3 separate regions of the Mus musculus genome follow, and regions 1 and 2 are each linked to region 3. The links are chromatin contacts, called in public Hi-C and promoter capture Hi-C maps. All regions are on one chromosome and are shown on one strand. The core of a region is the stretch at or near the end of the contact, and the rest is flanking DNA. Distances in the headings are between cores, read along the strand shown.

The links. Promoter capture Hi-C pulls out the DNA fragments that hold promoters and counts their contacts. A called contact is a pair of places that touch in the nucleus more often than the background predicts.
Region 1: a contact with region 3 is called in a Hi-C map of nephron progenitors, with 6 times the contacts expected there. The contact joins the promoter of Col24a1 here to the promoter of Bcl10 in region 3. A contact is called at or near these places in 5 of 39 promoter capture datasets (the 3T3-L1 cell line, cranial neural crest, maxillary cranial neural crest and 1 more), 2 of 484 Hi-C or Micro-C datasets (cortical neurons and nephron progenitors) and 2 of 115 datasets of contacts at active chromatin or transcription factors (embryonic forebrain and embryonic stem cells).
Region 2: a promoter capture Hi-C map of 3T3-L1-derived adipocytes shows a contact between it and region 3, with 5 times the contacts expected there. The contact joins the enhancer-like site here to the promoter of Bcl10 in region 3. A contact is called at or near these places in 7 of 39 promoter capture datasets (the 3T3-L1 cell line, 3T3-L1-derived adipocytes, cranial neural crest and 4 more), 1 of 484 Hi-C or Micro-C datasets (3T3-L1-derived adipocytes), 4 of 115 datasets of contacts at active chromatin or transcription factors (embryonic limb bud, epiblast stem cells, forebrain and 1 more) and 1 of 9 other capture datasets (liver).

Annotation. Positions count from the first base shown.
Region 1 is chr3:145,290,952-145,295,272 of GRCm38.p6, forward strand. Col24a1 (collagen, type XXIV, alpha 1) reads left to right here and starts at 1,521. Exons shown (of 60, transcript NM_027770.3): 1 at 1,521-2,212. The coding sequence starts at 2,157.
Region 2 is chr3:145,144,938-145,149,190 of GRCm38.p6, forward strand. Odf2l (outer dense fiber of sperm tails 2-like) reads left to right here. Exons shown (of 17, transcript NM_001162538.1): 13 at 1,826-1,984; 14 at 3,594-3,679; 15 at 3,978-4,140. Among named protein-coding and RNA genes, the nearest start is that of Odf2l, 28 kb to the left of the region's middle. Within about 2 kb of position 2,839, at least 2 of the 459 cell types and tissues checked have an H3K27ac peak or open chromatin away from gene starts, as enhancers often do. A contact at or near this core is called in 3T3-L1-derived adipocytes, where this site is marked.
Region 3 is chr3:145,921,630-145,925,789 of GRCm38.p6, forward strand. Bcl10 (B cell leukemia/lymphoma 10) reads left to right here and starts at 2,633. Exons shown (of 3, transcript NM_009740.2): 1 at 2,633-2,886. The coding sequence starts at 2,830.

The DNA.
Region 1 (4,321 bases), core at 271-2,770, 630 kb before region 3:
CTCCTTGTCTTAAAACTTTTGTGAAAAAGAGGAAGGAGGGAGAAATGAGTAAGAAAGGAAAAAAGGGGATATTGGAAACTTGCACTGCATCCAAAGCCGGTCTGAACTGGTTTGAGTCTTATCAGTGTAATGATCTTAGGGGATTTAACTTCTTCCTGACTTAATTTCCTCCTTTGTATAATGGAGATAAAAGTCAATGGCTATTATAAAGGATTTATTTAGAGGATAAATGAAGTGTACATCTACCTAGGACAGTGCTGATACTGTATGATGCTCTTACATTTCAGTTGTTACACTGTGCTTTGAGTTCTGTCTCCTGTGGTTCTGCACATAGGTTTATAAGTTCGACTTTGATCTACATTTTCATAGTCTGTTCCTTGGAAACAGAATCCACTGTCAATGCATTGATGGGTGTACACACCTACTCTGCAGAGAAGTTTCTACAGGGAACTTGAGGCATGACAGAGAAAGGATCTATAAGAATGCCAATATTTTGTTACTTTTCTATCAATGAAGCATCATTGCAAAATCAACAGTTAGCAATTAAAGAGGAAGGCAGATCAAAGTCCAGTCCTAGAGAAAAAATATGGTATGAGAGTAATATCAGATTTTTGCATTGTTGGACTTTAACCTTCACTGTTGCCCCAAGGCGGGCTCCTGCTCAGCAAATGGAAAGACCATTAGCTGAGGATGCAGAGAGTAGAAACTGTAGAGAAAGGGTATTGTCACACACGGTCCTCCCTCAGTAGACACGTCACGTGGTTGTAGGTGCTAAAAGCATAACAGACAGCCAAAGAATAGATAGATGTGGGTCTCACTAAATTTACAAACATCAGTCAGAAAAATTAGATGAGAATATTTAGTGTTTTTATTATGAGCAAATTCATAAGCTCGACTTTCCAGTATTAAAAGACTGAAAATAGGAACTCAGACTGAAAGCCTGTCACAGCAATCAGAGGTGTAAGTTGTAAGGCTGTGTGATAGCAGGTCCTTGCATGAGTGCACAGTACGAATCTAGACTTGTAACAGAGTCAGGCCCAGGGACTAAGTGGAAAGGTGAATTACAGGAAAGTCACTAGAGATAGTATATGGGAAGGGCAGTTAATGGAGAAAGAGACAGGCAACAACAACGGAAGCCGGTCTGCTTCATTACTAAGACCACTGGGACCCCCCCCCCCCCAAGCAGGGAAAGGAATAAAAAATTAGCTGAGCTCAGGAGGATCCCAGGTGTGAAGAAAGATAGTAAAGAAAAAGCCTGATGGATGGAGAGGCATGCAAGAGACACACATGAAATGAGAACCCACTGGTACAGGGAGAGAGAGGAAGGAGTGACCCCAAATCACCTACAGCTAGGAAGTGGGTACATCTCAAGGGGTGGCAAAAGGTCACTTGAGAGCTCAGGGTGCAGCTAGCCCAGCCTGACCCTGCTAGGTTGGTGGACCAGGGCAGCTGGGGGCAGCTCTGGGGTGGAAGAAGGTTGCGGGGCAGAGGGGGAGGTGTGCTCCGTGTTTAGTGACGTCATTGCAAGTCAGTGCGCGGTGAAATTTAACACCAGCCGGATTTACTAGGCTCCTCTTCTTCCAGGCGAAGCAGCCGGCAGTCAAGCGCCTGCAGTTGCCACCGGCCCCCTCGGCACCAACTTGATTTCCCAAGTGGGTGTGTGTGCTTGTTTGACAAATGTTTGGGCGCAGGCTGCTCCCAAGGACTTCCTCCCCTACTTTCATCTCCTTCTTCCCACCCCCACCTCCCACCCCGCCTTTCTCCTCCCAGGCCCAAAGCAGAGAGCTCTTCTGGAGTCACGGAGTCTCCTTTGAACCGCAAGTGAACTCCAGGGCTGCTCTGGAAACCTAGCTCTGGCTGTTGCCGCTGCTCCCAACTGCCTCAGGGTGAAGTCTCTCTCACCTCTGGTCCCCCCAGGGGAGAGCGACCCCGGCTGCAGTCAGGCAGGGAGCATCCTAGCTATCTTTCTCCCTGGGTGCTGCTTCCTACCCCCATACTGCTTCATCCCTTACCCCACCCTACACTCCGTTCTGCGGGTAGGAGCATGGTTCTCATGTGATTTTCCCCCTTTTCATGGACAGTACCTGCACCTTTAGCAGTTCGGAGCTGGCTTCTGTTTTCCGTTAGTGCTTTGCTGCAGGGACAAATGCATACAAATGCATTTAGGAGCCTACAGGACAAGGCATGGAAAGGTCTCCCCCACCACAGAAACGTAAGTAGCCCACCCGCCGCCCGAGGGGGGAGGAAGGGGCTTTAGACCAAACCCCCTCTCACCACCCACTGAATCCGCAGTGGAGCTGGAGATCTGTGCTCCTTGGTACCTTTTGGAGTAGGGAGCCTGCGAGCTGCCGTGGCATCCTCCTCCTCTTGACTTCTCAACTTGTAAAATACCGTGTTTGAAAGGAAGCAAGCTTCTGCCAGCGAGTCTCAGTTTATGCTAAAGCAATCCTGTGGCTGAGGAGGAAAAGCTTGCTGGCCTGTGTCCCAACATCCCCTCGGCCACTGCCCCAGGCGGTTGCAGAGCCGCTCTGACACCCGCCTGGGCTCTAACTCCAACTATCCTCTCACCCCCTCCCCTTTTCCTCTTTCAGTTTTGGCTGAAGTCCTACTTCCAGCTGTCTGGGGCACCCAGCCTGGATGACTGCTAGGACACCAGCAATCCTGTGGATTCCGCAAGCACAGGATTGGGGTTAAATTTAGGTGGTGAGAAAGGATGCCTATCTACAGAGCCCAGAAAGCCGGAGGATCTGAGGGGGTCACCTCTTTTAATTCTTTCTCTGTTTTTTTAGAAGACCAACAGACATAACTCTCGCATCTGGAGTTGTAGCTAGCCCTGACATACGTTCTGTCAGTGGAGAAGTAGTGCTCACAGCCAGGATAGGGTTGGAAGGCATGAAAGGGTAGGACGTGCAGGCAGACCTCTTTCCCCTGTAGATACCATACCTGTCCTTATCCCTACGCTGGGGAAAAGTGTGGGCTTGACGGATCGTTGGCAGCCTGCCTGGGTGCCCCTATAGGGGCCAGTGGGTTATCCAAGTTTGCATCTGATCCCTGAGATACAGGGAGGAAGGCTGCTGAGTTGTAGGTGGGAGGAGGACAGGGGCCAAGTTGCCCAAGTCAGCTGAGCACTGGTGGAGGCGTGAGTGGAGAAAGCCCGCCTTGTGGCAATGGTTGGGTGCACATGTGCTGCCCAGCCCTGTGTAGGATCTCTCCTGTGCTTTCTGCCCTGATCTCTGCAAGCTTTGTGTGAATGTCCCCTGCTGAAGAGCCATGTGCACCTTCAGGCACAAACCTGGAGACACAATGAAGCCAATATACTTCGGACACCCGTGGTGTCCTCACAGGGTGGGAGTCTAGTAGTCTCCAGATCCTAGAAGCTCTCCCGGTGGTCTTCCCAGAGAGTCTCGTACAGATCAGGCTTTTGATTCGGATTTTCTTGATAACCATTCCAAAGTATGGATCTTCCAAGAGAGCCAAGCAGGGTGGGACGTGAATGTGTACTATCTTACAGGACTAAGTGCATCTTTCAGGTTAATATCCTGCTACGATCCTGTAGGGCCTGATCCTCTGCGGACTGGAGCTTTGTGGAAGACCCCCAAGTTCTGTTCAGAGGGCAAGGTCCTCTCTTCTTGGCAACTCCCACTGCAAAGTTGCTCTCTGAGCCACTGCACCCAGCTCAAATAGCCAAGTAATACTTCCTATGGTGTGTTTACATGGATCTGTCAATGGCCCCTGTCTTGTATGGTTTGCAAGGCCCTTCTAGAGGGTCCCAGGATATGTTCTTGGGCAGTTTGGAGTTTGTATTGGGTTCAGATGATTGATGTAGGGGATGCTGGTAGGACCCAGAGAATAAACAGGATTGTACACACGTTGGTGGAACTTCTGGAGAAAATGACACCTGGTGGATTGGGGCAGTAAAGGTTTATGGAAAGGTGCTGAAGTGGGCAGCAGGTCCTAGATGAAGTTTCATCCTCCTTGGTCTCCCTGAGGGCACCTCCAGGTCCGGGACCAGGAGCCTGGCCCATCATGAATATCTCACGATGCCAAACTTGTTCCATAACAGGAACCAGTGGGTATGGGCTGCAGATAATTAAGGGTAACTCCTCATTAAACCAGATTGCAACAGGTCCTCACAGCTCCAACCACAAACATGCAAAGTGGAGCAAAGCTAGGGGTTGGATTGGGAAACTTGTCCCTAGGAAAAACTATCATAAAGAATTTAGATGCTGGGCAGTGGTGGTGCACACCTTTAATCCCAGCACTTGGGAGGCAGAGGCAGGTGGATTTCTGAGTTTGAGGCCAGCCTGGTCTACAGAGTTCC
Region 2 (4,253 bases), core at 1,589-4,088, 780 kb before region 3:
CCTTTCCTGGTTTCTACCCGTCGTCATCGTCCCCCCCTCCCCCCCCCCCAGAAATCCCCTGTCCCATCCTCCCTCCCCCTGCTTCTATGAGGGTGTTCCCCCACCCACTCCCACCTTCCTCCCTGGCATTCCCCTACACTGGGGTATTGAGCCTTCACAGGACCAGGGGCCTCCCCTCCTACTGATGCCCACAAGACCATCCTCTGCTACATATGAAGCAGGAGTCATGGGTCCTTCCATGTGAACTCTTTGGTTGGTGGTTTAGTCCCTTGGAGCTCTGGGTGGTCTGGTTGGTTGATATTGTTGTTCTTCCTATGAGGTTGCAAACCCTTTCTGCTCAAAAAGCCCAATTATTATCACTGAGGCCCACCAGCAATAAAATGCAAACTACTCTCTCTCCCTCTCTCTCTCTCTCTCTCTCTCTCTCTATATATATATATATATATATATATATATCTTTTTATGTCTTTAGTAACTAAAAGAATTGCAAAGTAAGCTATTCTCTGGTAAATGCATTTTGGAAAAAAAAATGATATCTTGAAAACCCTCTCCTTTTATTCATCCATTTGTGACAGAAGGAAGGGAAGCCAGTGTTGGCAGGTGATGATGTTTTTGTGAATAGTTTTAAGTTTTTTGATGGAGCCACCTTCTCTTTTGGATTTCACATTGTTTTGGTAAGGAAAAAATGAGAGTCATAGGATAGGGATTCCTGGCCAAGAGGTCAAGAGCGTCAGGGGTTAGGCGCAGTCTATGGCTGCTGTCGCTGCACTGCTGACCCATTTTGAGACTGGGGATTAGGAGGAGGCATCTCTGTCAAGACAGGGTCAGCCTGAGCTGGCCGTCAGGCCACCTAATAAGGTGCTGTTCTTAGAGCTGTTCTCACCTGTTTTAGCAGACACAAGAGGATGCCATTACAAGTCCTTGTTGTTTCTCACCAGACAGTCTCATGCACATCCCCTCTGCTGCTCGGGAATGCAGTGAAAGCCCAGGTCAAAGCCACAAAGGGGAGGAACCGGGTTTGTTTGTTTGTTTGTTTGTTTGTTTGTTTTGAGCAATGCCCTTATAATATTTGCTGTGATAAAACTAGAAAAGTATGTTTGTTTGTCTTTTACAAAAGGAAGTCTTCTTTTTATTTCTCTGCTGCTTGAGTCTCCTCATTTTTCTCCTAGGATCTTGTCTGGGTAGAGGTTCAGAGGTTGCTTGCTTATCTTTTGTCTTCATGGCCAGAGGGTGCATGTGCTGTGAGTGCTCAGCTCAGACACCTTCTCCCTCTTGAAGTCCCTCCATGGGAACACCCTAAATGTCACCTTTTAGCTGTTTACAGTTACAGAGAGCAATGCTGCGTTCCTTAGGCGTTATTACTACGGCACTCTCTTCTCCGTGATTATGGAAGTGTCACAGTAAGAAGGGCAGGGGGTGAGGGGAGTATTGTGGCTACTCACCATGACAGCAGTGACCAGATGCAGTCATCTGAGGACGTGCAGTAGCTGTCCTGAAGCAGTGCTCAGCCCCCCCCCCCCCGCGACCCCCCCCCCACACACACAGAAAGGGCAGTGAAATGACAGTTACTGCAGAGCTGAGGGCAGACCAGTGGGATGGAAGCACACCCATTCCTTAGTCACATGTGCTGATGTAGGCTGATAGTGCTATACTTATTTGCCTGACAGCCTATCTGAAAACTAATTAATTTTACTTAATACGTCTCATGTAAATTAGCACTTGTAAGGTACTGATTAATAACAAGCTTGTCTTGTCCTTAAGATAGTAAGACTATTCCTGCCAAATTTGTGACCTTGAATTTATTTCCCCTAATGCCACACCTCAGATGAGAGGCCAGGTGGAGTCGAATCTGAAGCAGGTAGAGCAAGCCCGCAGCTCCTTCACGTCAGCCGAACAGAGACTTCAGGAGTGTCAGGAGAAGCTGCAGCGCTGCAAGGAGAAGTGTGCAGAGCAGGCGCTCACCATTAGGGAGCTTCAAGGCCAGGTGTCCATCAGCTCTGAGTCTTGGAAGATGTGTTAAAGAAACATTTGACGACGTCATTTCAGCAGTTGACGGCACGCGTGTCATCTATATCGCTGATGCAGTATTTCATGCAGATACTCGGCTGTTTATCTTTAGTATTTCCTGGTGACACTGGTCATAAAGATGGCTGATATGGGTGATTTATATGCATCTGCATTTGGACTTGGAGGACATAGTGTGGTGATGTAATGAGAGGAGGGCCAAGCCGGGCTTGCCTATCTGTTTCTTGACATCAGCATAAGACAAATAATAATTTACCTTGCAAAAATCAGAATGCATTTTAATTAGAATTGTGCATCACACTTATTGGGGTAATTCTATTCTTTCACTTAATACCTATCAGTCCATCCGCATAGGACTGTGTGACCTTGTCACCATACATCTCCCTCCTCCTCCCTCGGTGCGTGTCACAGAGCGCGCACACTTTGTACCTGCGTTAGGGCTACTTGGTGGTTTGTTGGAAGCGTGTCTGAGTCTGCAGGCCAGTCTGTTTCCTTACTTGTAAGACATCTCCAGGAAGAATTCACTTTGTGCCTTTCAAAAGAAACTTATTTAGCTTTTAAAAGACACAAAGCAAAATTCCAAGAAGAAATTCTACTAGAAAAAAACAATGCTACTTTAATAAGAATAAGAAAAGTTATTTTTTATGCTATGTGTGTGTGTGTTTTGCCTGCATTTCTGTGCACCACATGCATGTAGTGCCCAAAGTGGCCAGAAGAGGACATCATAGTCTGAGCTACCGTGTGGGTGTGGGGAATATAACCTGGGTCCTCTGGAAGAGAAGCCGGTGCTCACAACTGCTGAGCTATCTCTCTAGGCCTGAAGAGAAATATTCTTCTTATTAAAGCTACTTAAACTCTTTGAATCAGACTGTGAAGCAGTGGGAAGAATGGTCTGTTCTGACCTGAGCAACTTTGTCTTTGACTTTGACTCAGCATTGTCACAGGTAGTTCTCTATCAGTATTTTAAGTGGAGCATTGTTGATATGAGAAACATATCAATTAACATGGGAAACATAACAGATTAACTGTCTAATGAACAATGTTGAAATTTTTCACACACACATTTTTTAAGTTTTGTCTTGTTCTTGTTGGGGTTTTGTTTTGGAGGCAGGGTTTCATGTAGCCTGGACTGGCCTCAGTCTGAGGATAGACTTGAATTTCTAGTCCTCTTTCCTCTACTTCCTGAGCCAGGATTGCAGCACAAGCTTTCTGTAGTGCTGGGTTTGTACATGCTGGGAAAGTTGTTGCCAGCTGAGCCACATCCCTAGTCCCTGACAAGCTAAATGTTCCTTTTCATTAGAACCCTGTTCAGAGTATTTTAATTACCATCACCCAGGAAAAAATGTACTTCATTTTCTAACATAAACAACATCAGCTTTTAAAACTCTGTGAGGATCTGGAGAACTTGTAGATTAGCATTGTAAACATGGCTTGGTGTCTTTCTGTGTATTCATATCTTCTTGTTTCTTATACTTCTAAATAAAATACGTAATTTCCTTGGAAGTTGATGAAGAAAATAACTGAAAAAACCTGTCTTTTTCTTTTCTTTCTTTGAAAATTCCACTTAGGTTGATGGAAACCAAAGCCTTCTGACCAAGCTTTCTCTTGAGGAAGAAAATCATCTCATTCAGTTAAAGTGTGAGAACCTTAAAGAGTAAGTGTCAGGCTGACTTCAAACTCATGTTACATTTCCTCATACACTGTAATCTCTGTGTATGTGTGAGATATGTATATATATGTGTGTGTGTGTATGTATATGTATATACATGTATGTATATGTGTGTATGTGATATAAGTGTGTATATGTCTATGTGTGTATGTGATATATGCATGTACGTGTATATGTGTGTACATGTATATGTGTGTACATGTATATGTGTGTATGTGATATATGCATGTATGTGTATATATATCTATGTATGTACATGTATATGTGTGTATGTGATATAAAGGAAACTAGAGCAGATGGATGCAGAGAATAAAGAGCTTGAGAAGAAGCTGGCCGACCAAGAGGAGTGTCTCAAGCACAGTGACCTGGAGCTGAAAGAGAAGGCTGCAGAGTACACAGCCCTGTCCAGGCAACTGGAAGCCGCTTTGGAAGAAGGAAGACAAAAGGTACAGATGGCCTTTATTTAGAAACTTTTTAATCAGTTTGCCAGAGTCGTTTCCCATTGCCAAGCCTACAGTTATTGTTTGTATGCTGATGACAGGGTGGAAGGAGCAGCTCC
Region 3 (4,160 bases), core at 1,383-3,882:
GCTTGTAGCATCTAAATTGAATCTACAGGACATAGGTCGGGTGTCTCACGTTCCAGAGTAGGATATAGGTACACTTGTAAGTTAGATGGAAATGCAGGTTCCTGTTAGCGTTTGGGAATCGGTACTTATTGCAAAGAAAGGACAGGCTTGTTTGCTTGAAGCTATGCCTTTATAGTCTGGCCCTGTGACTTAGCCGAAAGGGAGGGAAATGAGTTTGCCAATGGAGGAATGGTGATACATTAGAAACTCAGGATTGAGATTCACAGGCCATGATCATGCACAAGCTGAAGAAGGCGGATGGCTTGAACCCAGTTCAACATTTGCCTGAAAACATAGACATTATTCCCAAGAAAACAAGAAGGAAGATTGCTTGACATTTTTTTTTTTGTGATGGTAGTGAGTATTCATCACAGTGCCCTATATCTGGGTGGCTGGAGAATGAAATCTTCCAGCTGTTTCTCTGACTCCCATCCTTTCTTCTGCACTCTGGTCTTTTCTTGATAGCAACAGGGAGCCTTTCAAAACAAAGTCAAACGCCCTGGCCTTTCTCACCCAGCCTGCTCTCCTCTCTCTCACTGCTCCCAATCCAGCCAGGCCTCTACCTCCTGGGGTCTAGATTAGAGCAGTAGCTGGCCAGCTTGCAGAACAGTGAAAGCATAGTTTGCATATGTCCCTCTGCTCCTCTGAAGCCTGCAGCGGCTTTCCTTCTGACTCAGAGTAAACCTGTATGACTCTGGGCAAAGTCAGATTAAACTCTGCCCGTAGCAGAGTTCACCTCCCCAGCCACCCAGCCTCTGCATTGCAGGGCTCTCCACTGAGAGCTCTTTTTCCCTTTTTCCCTCTGTCCAACGGCTCCTCCCTCACTTCCTGCACGTGGGAAATGTATCCTTTATCTCCGTGTGGTCTCCATCTCCACCTTTTCCATTTCCCAGCGTCGCTTTCCCTCTTAGTATTTATGAGATTCTAGCATATTAAACACTTTACACACGAAACTTTTCAAATGTCTACCTTTTCCACCCCCAAACAAATACGTGCTTTAATGTAAATTTCACGAAGAAACAGATGTTATTGTTGTTTTTTCTGTTTGTTGGAGCCAGGCTCCTACTATATAGCACAGGTTGTCCCAGTAATTTACTAAGTAGCCCAGAATAACCTTGAACTTTGACAATACTTATGACTGGGTCTATTGTTTTTTATTTTGAGACAGGATATTCTTATCTGCAGGGTTCAAACAAAAAAAAACCTACATATCCAAAATGTGGGGAAAAAATGCAAAAAGGAAAAAACCCTCCTAATGTTTTAAGTAAGTTTATGATTTATTCCTGCTTATAGCTGGGTCAGATGCAAGCAGTTGGTTGGCCAACACAGCTAGCTAGCTTGTGCCACCACACCCTAGCTGGAGGACAGAGGTGTTTGATTTGCTAGAAGAAGATCTGGGTGTAGTTCAGTAGTTGCCATTCAACAGATGGTTGCTACAGGAAAGAGCAAATGATTAAGCAAATTGGGTTATAACAAGACAACGGATGACTAAGGACACAGGAAAACACTCTAGTATACTAGACATCAGCGTAAAAAAAGACCTGGCATAATGTAAACACCAAGATTCCAGAACTCTGATCAAAGCTACAGAGATGTGGCTTTAAGCCTCTACTGGTTCTTTTGTTTTAGATAAAGATTCCTGTTGCCTTTGGTCCTCTTGACATTTCAGTCTACACTTGCAGATTTACTTCATCGACCACATAATCATTTTCTGCCTAGGACTCTATGTGGAGCACCTCATCCACTAGGACACGTTTTGCACGGGCTACGAGTTAAAATATCGTTCTGAAAATAGCCATTTGGCCTCCAATAAACAACTTCCCCATCAGAGCATCCCTAGAATTTACTTACTGAACAGAGATAAAGGATAACAATAAGAGAGTGTAACTGTGTACCAAGTAGCTTCAGAACCTTAAATATACTCCTAGAGGCCCTAGCTTTTTAAATTTGTCTCTACTGCATAGATTAATAAGGAGAAATGCTTCTAATGAATAGAGACTTAAAAGTACCCAAACACTACCTGTGCTGCTAAATTGATGGGATTGCAGGTAATTTTTAAATCTTTTAACAGTTTTTTTTTTTTCTTTGTGTTTTGTCGTTTTGTTTTCTGCTCTCAAGATCTCCTTGCTCCTGTCTCCCTAGTTCTAGGTGGTAAATGGCAGTGGCCCCCCAGAGCAGGCCCTCAAACGGAAGTTATGTGTGCGTGTATACATATACGTATGATCACGCAACTGTAAAACCTGGCTCAGCACAACAGGAAATTGTTCCGCAACATCTGGAAAAGAGAAGCAAACCAAAATGCTCTGGCCGACTCAGCCCACACTCCACCCAAACGAGGAGTCTGCGAAGGCGGGGAGATCCCGCTAAACTGAGCGGCCAGTGCTCCGCCCACGGAAACAAATCCTTCAGGCGTCCAATCCGCAAGCCTATGTAAATGACAAGGGGGCGTGGTTAGAGGGACGCCCGCTGTGGGCGGAGCCACTGCGGAAGCAGAGACGTAACCGAGGGTAGTACTGATTGGCTGGCACGTAGGTGGGTGGGGCCTGCAGGCAGACCCGCCTCGCCGAAGGGTGGTGCCTGAGTTAGGAAGAACGCTGAGCGCGGCACCGCTGGCCCCAGGGGCGGAGCCGGAAGTGGGGCGTTGAGGTCTCCACCTCCTCGTCCGTGAGCCGGCCGTTCCCCCGCTTCTGTTCCTAGTCCCCCCGAAGTCACAGCCTGATTCCCGGAGGCCCGAGCCCTTAGTCTGGGCGGGGTGGCGCGGGCCGGAAGGACGCCATCCCGGCCTGGGCCATGGAGGCTCCCGCACCGTCCCTCACGGAGGAGGATTTGACTGAAGTGAAGAAGGACGTGAGTAGCTCCGCCGGGCTGGGCGCAGCGGGGCGCAGCGGGGCGGGCGGGCGGAGGAAAGCGGAAACCCGGAGCTGAGCGACGGGGAACTTCAGGTCGGAAGAGCGCGGGGTCCTGGCACAGCACGACCTGCCTGCTTCCCGGGAGCTGGCTGGAGACGATCCACCAGCGACCCGGGAGTCCGCGGTTAAGCCTGTCGGTGGGCTTGGATGTTTCCTTGCCATCCGCTCGTCGCTGGTGGCTTTCCATCCTGCCGATCCCCCATCCCACGCCACCGCCGCGGGAGCTGCTAGCCTAGGGAGCCGCCGGAGTGTGCCCACAGCGGGCTTTGGACCAGGCATCCCCGGGCGTAGAGCAGATGGGTGAAACTGGTCTCTATCGGGGGCTGCGGAAAGCTCGCCAGCTGAACGCACGCCCTGGAATTCCCCGAGTAATCAGACGCCCACGTATTTAAATGAAGGGGGTGTGCGTACTTCTCGCTGAGACTTGGTTCCCAGGTAAACGTTGAAAATACTCCCGACTAAATTGGACTCTTCTGCTTAGACCATGTAGAACTTCACAGACACAGTAATATTTGAGGAAATGGCTTTAACCACAACGTGCTTCGTTTTTTTTTTCCTTCCTTTTAACTTCTTTTGCCAGAAAAAAAAAAAAAATCAAATGAGCACAACTTAGATAATATACATGAATTCACATTAAAAACCGGTAACTCGTTCTTACTTAGCACCAAAATGCTGCCGAAAAATCGTCTTTACGAACTTAACCTCAAGTTGTTGAAGATGTATGTGTGCTTCAGACCCCTTTTTCTACCATACTTACCCCTTGTAAAGTTTATTGCGCTGTGCCCATAATTACAACTGATAGAGCTAAGTACCAGGAGGGAAAGGTACGGCCAGGATAACTGCCATAGTTTCCGTGTTCAGTGGAGTTGGTAGGGCACCTGCTGTATGGAAAGCTACACATTCTACTTGAAACAAGGTCTTTGATACCCACTATAGTCCTTAAGAGGACAGTAAACCCTAAGTGTAAAGTCTGGGAGCTCTGTTCCCATGTTCCACAGTTTTGAATTTTCTCACAATCATTAAAGTACCTATAAGGAGAGAATTGCTTTTCATTTTATAGCTGGCAAAACAAGACAAGACCTGTCTGTAGATAGGGGAGGAGAGTGCTGCAGGCCTTTGTTTCTGCTCCGGGGTTCATTGACGTCATCCATCCTGACAGTTGCACGTTAGACCTGTGTCAGATGTCCATAACCTTAGAGAGACTACAGAGAA